2 separate regions of the Sus scrofa genome follow, and region 1 is linked to region 2. Evidence: chromatin contacts called from public Hi-C data. All regions are on one chromosome and are shown on one strand. The core of a region is the stretch at or near the end of the contact, and the rest is flanking DNA. Distances in the headings are between cores, read along the strand shown.

Evidence for each region. A called contact is a pair of places that touch in the nucleus more often than the background predicts.
Region 1: a contact with region 2 is called in a Hi-C map of liver, with 9 times the contacts expected there. The contact joins the promoter of FAM162A here to the promoter of SEC22A in region 2. A contact is called at or near these places in 1 of 5 promoter capture datasets (fetal liver) and 2 of 47 Hi-C or Micro-C datasets (heart right ventricle and liver).

Annotation. Positions count from the first base shown.
Region 1 is chr13:138,150,327-138,153,050 of Sscrofa11.1, forward strand. FAM162A (family with sequence similarity 162 member A) reads right to left here and starts at 1,386. Exons shown (of 5, transcript NM_001243573.1): 1 at 1,254-1,386. The coding sequence starts at 1,287. It overlaps CCDC58 (coiled-coil domain-containing protein 58), which reads left to right and starts at 2,100. Exons shown (of 5, transcript XM_003358793.4): 1 at 2,100-2,423. The coding sequence starts at 2,208.
Region 2 is chr13:137,249,344-137,252,043 of Sscrofa11.1, forward strand. SEC22A (vesicle-trafficking protein SEC22a) reads right to left here and starts at 1,355. Exons shown (of 7, transcript XM_021070245.1): 1 at 1,164-1,355.

The sequences.
Region 1 (2,724 bases), core at 136-2,635, 900 kb after region 2:
CCTCGCTCAGTGGATTAAGGATCTGGCGTTGCTATGAGTTGTGGGGTAGGTCGAAGACGCGGCTCGGATCCTGCATTGCTATGGCTGTGGTGTAGGCTAGTAGGTGAAGCTCCGATTCCACCCATAGCCTGGGACCCTCCATATGCAAAGGGTGTGGCCCTTAAAAAAGCAAAACAAAACAAAACAAAACAAAAAACTGTTTAAGTAATTTGGTACTAAGGAATCAATCATTACACCTTATCAAAGTTCATAAAGGTGATCAATAGAATGATCTGCCCTGGTGCCCAGAAAAGAGACAAAAGGCAAACACTCTGATTTTTCAGCCCCTACTAGGCAAGAAGGTAAATTAAACTCTAACTCCAAATGGTCACTACACAAATGTCTACTAGGAAAACAAACCGCAGACCCTCTATTTACATAAACTGCAAGAGATTCATTTTCCTTCAAGAGAAAATGAATCTTTTTTTTTTTTTTAGAGCTGCACCTGAGGCATATGAAAGTTCCCCTGGCAAGGGGTCTAATCCGAGCTGCAACTGCAGGCCTACGCCAACACAACACCAGATCCGAGCTAAATCTGCAAGCTTGAGTCAACGCCGGATCCTTAACCCACTGAAGGAGGCCAGGGATCCCTCCTGCGTCCTCATGGATACTAGTCCGGATCTTAACCCACTGAGCCACAACGGGAACTCTTTTATTGTAGAATTATATAAAAGAAATGTGCACACACACCTCATTTTAAGAAAACAATTGCAATTACTCTATGAGACCTTAAATCTCTTGCCTATTCAGATAACGAATGGGTAGGAAACCCTAGACTCCAAGTTTTCTCTGAGTGTAGGGATTAACTCTAGAGATGATGGGGGTGGGAGCAGGCGGGAGACTCAGGTAACCTACGGGACAGGAGGTTACGAAGCTGAACGGATCAGGAAATGGGGGGACGTTCTAGAGATGACAGGTGAGCTCAGAGGGGATGGGGGTGGGGAAAGTGATCCCTGAGCATAGGCTCCTTAACTAGGTGGGAGCTGGGTGGGTGGAGAGCCAGGTGGAAGGGTCACTCGGAGATAGCCCTCAGTGCTTTCTTACCAGTGGCTCGCTAGGCCCCAGCTGTCTCCCACTATTGCTACTCTGGGAGTAGGATTCCAAACTACTTGAGGGGAATGCCTAATAAAACAGAGCACCTAACAGGCCTGAGGAGGCTGAAAGATTCCTTCATGCAAAGCGATTGCCCACCCCCAGCCGGGCCCGCGTCTCACCAGCCGCCAGGCGCAGGCTGCGGAGGCTCCCCATGGCCGCCCACTCCGCGGACCAGCAGAGAGGCCCAGGCCGGCGGTGGTGCGGCTGCGCTCTGTGCTCAATGTCACCCAGCGCTGAGAAAGTAAGGCCTCGAGAGGCACCGGCGGGCGGGGCCTGCGGGATGAGGGGTCGTGCTTTGCGCGCGGGGTTGTGGGCGGGGCGTGCGTGACGCGCAGAGCGTGCAGATCGTGCATGGAGGTCAGACTGTACCTTCTGCCGGCCCGCTGGGCTCCGCCCCGCTTGGCGCCTAATCCTGGACTTGTCCTTAAGAATATTCCTTTGGAGTTTATTGAAGGGTTTTGCAATGTTGCATCTAAGAAAGTACTCGTTTAAAATAGAAACAAAGTAATGTGCTTATTGTAGGAATTTTGTGAACTGTAGATCCCAAAGTCACACTGCCTCGGTAATTCAGTAAGTCAATACATTTTTTTTTTCATTTTTCAATGAATACGTATACGCCTGTATCAAAACTACATAACTGGGTTCCTAGTGACCAGTGTTTTTCACCTCTTGCTGACTTGCTACCTGAGAAATTCACATGTATGCTTCCTATGTTGTTTTCTATTTGCCTATTTTTTTAAAGTAGAAGTAAACACTTCATTATTTCCATACCTATTACCTTATTCATCCTTTACCCCACACTGCCAGAAACACCTTTTCTTTACATTTCTTGGTCGGCCCAAATTCTGAAAAGCTCCTTTGCTCTAGGGACTGGATGGAAGGGTTAAGAAAAACCTCACTTCGACTTTAGAGTTCCCCCTGGGACAACCTAGTTGGTGCGACCCGGAAACTGTTTTCCCTTTTTGTAAGAGAAAGGGATTGGAGAAAAACGATCCCTTAAAGTTCTGGCTTTCTTCGATCCATGTATCTGGGCCGGTTCCAAGAAGATATCTTAAAGGAACAGGAATAAAAAGATGGATAGCAGCGTTACGAGTTTCGGTGTGGGTGGCGAGCATAGGAAAAGACAAAGCTTGAGCTTGGCTGTCTCGAGTCCCCTAGTTGTTTTTGGTCAGGCGGCGCCGCGGACACCTTTGCTCCGCGGTGATTGGCTCGCGGCGGGGGCCTCGTGTTTGTCCAATATGGCGGCGCCCAGTGGCAGTGTGAACTGTGAGGAGTTCGCCGAGTTCCAGGTGATGGGTTTTTTTTCGTGTGGCAGGCGTGCCCCTTCTTTTGTTCTGGGCCCCTGTTCCCTGCTCTAGCTTGGAAGGGAGTGCGGACCAGTTGGGGCAGAATCGGGCAGTTCAAAACTCCTTTTTCGAGCCATTGGAGGTCATGGGGGCACAGCTTGGCCTTAGGGAGTGAGGGTGCTCCATTGGGGTCATGGTTCTCCCTGCGACTCCCAAGCCTTGATTAACTGCACCCAGGAACGCCAGGTGGTTCCTCGGCGGTAAAGCTGAACCCAGGCCGAGTGGGTAGGGGTTTTAACAACAT
Region 2 (2,700 bases), core at 105-2,604:
ACAGTCACCCCCTAGGCTCCGTTCATACATCAGTACAAAATATACTTAGATTTTTAAAGACTCACTCATGCACACAAACACATACAAAGCAATAAACCAACATCATGGTTCTCAACACAGGAAATGCTCAGATGTCCCTTAAGTTAGTGCATGGTCACAGATGTCAGATTCAAACACTCAGCTACAACCCAGAAACTGCAGATATTGTTTTCAATATAGGCTCATTCTTTAATATCTTAGCAGTAAGCAAATGCAAGTAACCTGAAATGTGATTCAGAGAGTTTAAAACAAAACAAAACAAAAAATTGGCTGTTCCACCTGTTAGCTGGGATCCCAACATCTCCCGCCTGGTGGCTGACACTTTAGCCCTGGGCTTTGCCTTTGCAGCAGAGGCATGGGAGGAAATGGTTCTCAAGCTCTCCCACTTCCCCAGGTGGATGATCCAGGAAACTAAGAAGGAGAAAAGGCCAAAGCTGTTTTCACTGGCAGAGAGATTAACGCCGGCTGGGTTTCAGCCTCCTATTTCGGTTCTTCCACCTGCCAAGGCAATTGCTCGGATCTCCTTTATGCCACATCGTTTCGCAAAGTGCCATTAACAGGGCCTTAAAAGTTGCCATGAGCCAACATGGCCAAATTTCTGGATTCAGTGCTCATTCAATGTCACAAAAGGTAAAGAAAGTAAGCCACGAGTTCAAATTCCACCTTGCCTAAAAGAAATAGGAAATGTCATGTCGAGCTCTCAGGGTCACCTAAACAGCCCAGGAAGATCCCCGGGTTTCTGAATGCCCACCTCCCGGCCCCCCTACAGCTGGCAGCCCATAGCGACTTTCTCTCCTCCTCGGGCCCCCTGCCCAAGCTGCCCCATACACCCGCGGGTCAGCCAAAGGGCAACCGCCGTCCACGCGGGCCCACGCATCCCTCAAGCTGCAGGGGACGAAGGTCCCGAGATCCCGACCCTCCAAAGCTCTGCGGCTCGGACGACTCCTGGCTCCCGCCCACACTCCACAAGCCTAGTCCTCGCCGGGGGTCAGTAAGCCTGTGTTCCCGAGGGCGAGGGCCGGGGCTGTGACAGGCGACGAGGAGAGCGAAGGGGCGGCGGGCCGTCAGGGGTTCGAGCGACCCTGAGAAGGAAGAAACAAGGACTGGGAGGGGCACGGCAGTACCTGTCGAGCCGGGACCCGCCGCTCCGAGTGACGCGACCCGCACTGCATTGTGGGGCCGGGGAGTGGCCTTTCCGCGGGGCAGTCCCGCGTGCAACGTGGCTGGCGCCCGGCGAGATCAAGCCCCGCCTTCGTTCCTTGAGCTTGCCCAGGCCAATCAGGTTCTGGGGCAAGGACACACTGACCCGCCCCCTCCAGGGCAGATTGGCAGCTTTTCAAGCTCCTGCGCCTAAGGAGCGTAAACTCAATTTAGATTAGGCTGTCCCTCACGAGTAAGGCTGATCTCTCCCACCTGCTACCTGTATCTGCAGGCAATTCGTTTTTCACGCGGCCCTACAGCAAACACCGAAGGAACAGCAGCGAAATCCCCCTGTGAGTGAATAAAAACGCCACACAGGAGCAGGAACCTAACCTTGGCAAAGAAGTGCCAGATACTGTTTCTGCGGCCCCTTCTAACTTTTGCATCAGTCATGCATTATTAAACAAGCACTGCGTACCACGTGCCGAGCGCGGTATTAAGCATTGCGTTCCAGAAGTGAACTTAACACGATGGAATCTAAAGTGTGATAGGAGCAAGAGATGTTAAAGCACAAATCTTTCCGTAATTATAAATTGTAATCAGTTCTACGAAGGAAAATTAGTGGGAGCGGTGATAGATTAATCAGGATTGTCAGGGAAGAGCGCTTTGAAGAAGTGCCTTTTAAGCTTCCGGGCATATGAAAGAGCCTTAAAGAGTGTTGCAGGTGGGGAACATTATGTTTGAGGCTGTTGCGGCAGGAAAGACCTTGATGTGTTCCAGGAACTGAAAGGAAGTCAGTATGTTTGAGGTGTAGGGTGTAAACCTGAGCCGAGTTGAGGCAGAGGCCAAACCATGCGGGCTCTTATTGGCCACATTATAGATTTTAGACTGTATTTTGGAACATATCCTAAGGTCAATGGGCAGCCAAGAGAGTGTTAAGTGGGATATGATTTACATATTTAAAAGCTCACTTACACTGTTTATGGGGAACAGTTTGGAAGAGGGCAAAGGGGGTTGCTAGAAGTTCATTTCTAATGCAGTTATATTAGTCAAGGCCAGAGATGATCATAGCTTAAACTAGGGTGATGGCAGTATAGACAGAAAGAATTGGATAATTTTGAGACATGTATAAATTAGAGGTGGAACCCAAGAGATTTAATAATGGATTGGTTTGCAGGGAAGGATAAAGAAAAGAAGAGCATTAAGGATGACTCTATAAGTAACTAGATAAATTAAAAAGCCATTTACTGATTCAGGGAACATAGAAGGAGGAGCAAATAGTTTTGGATATGTGAAGTTTGAGATGCTCATAAATGGAGATGTCAGACAGATTTGGATATGTGTCTGGTGTTCAGAAGAAATGTCTGGACTACTTATATAACTTCAGTGATTATTGGGTAGATCAACCTAGCAATTCCACCACTAGCTCTATATGCAACAGAAATGTACTCATATGTTCATCAAAAGAATATATAAGAATGTTCAGAGAGTTCCTATTGTAGTGCAGTGGAAACGAATCTG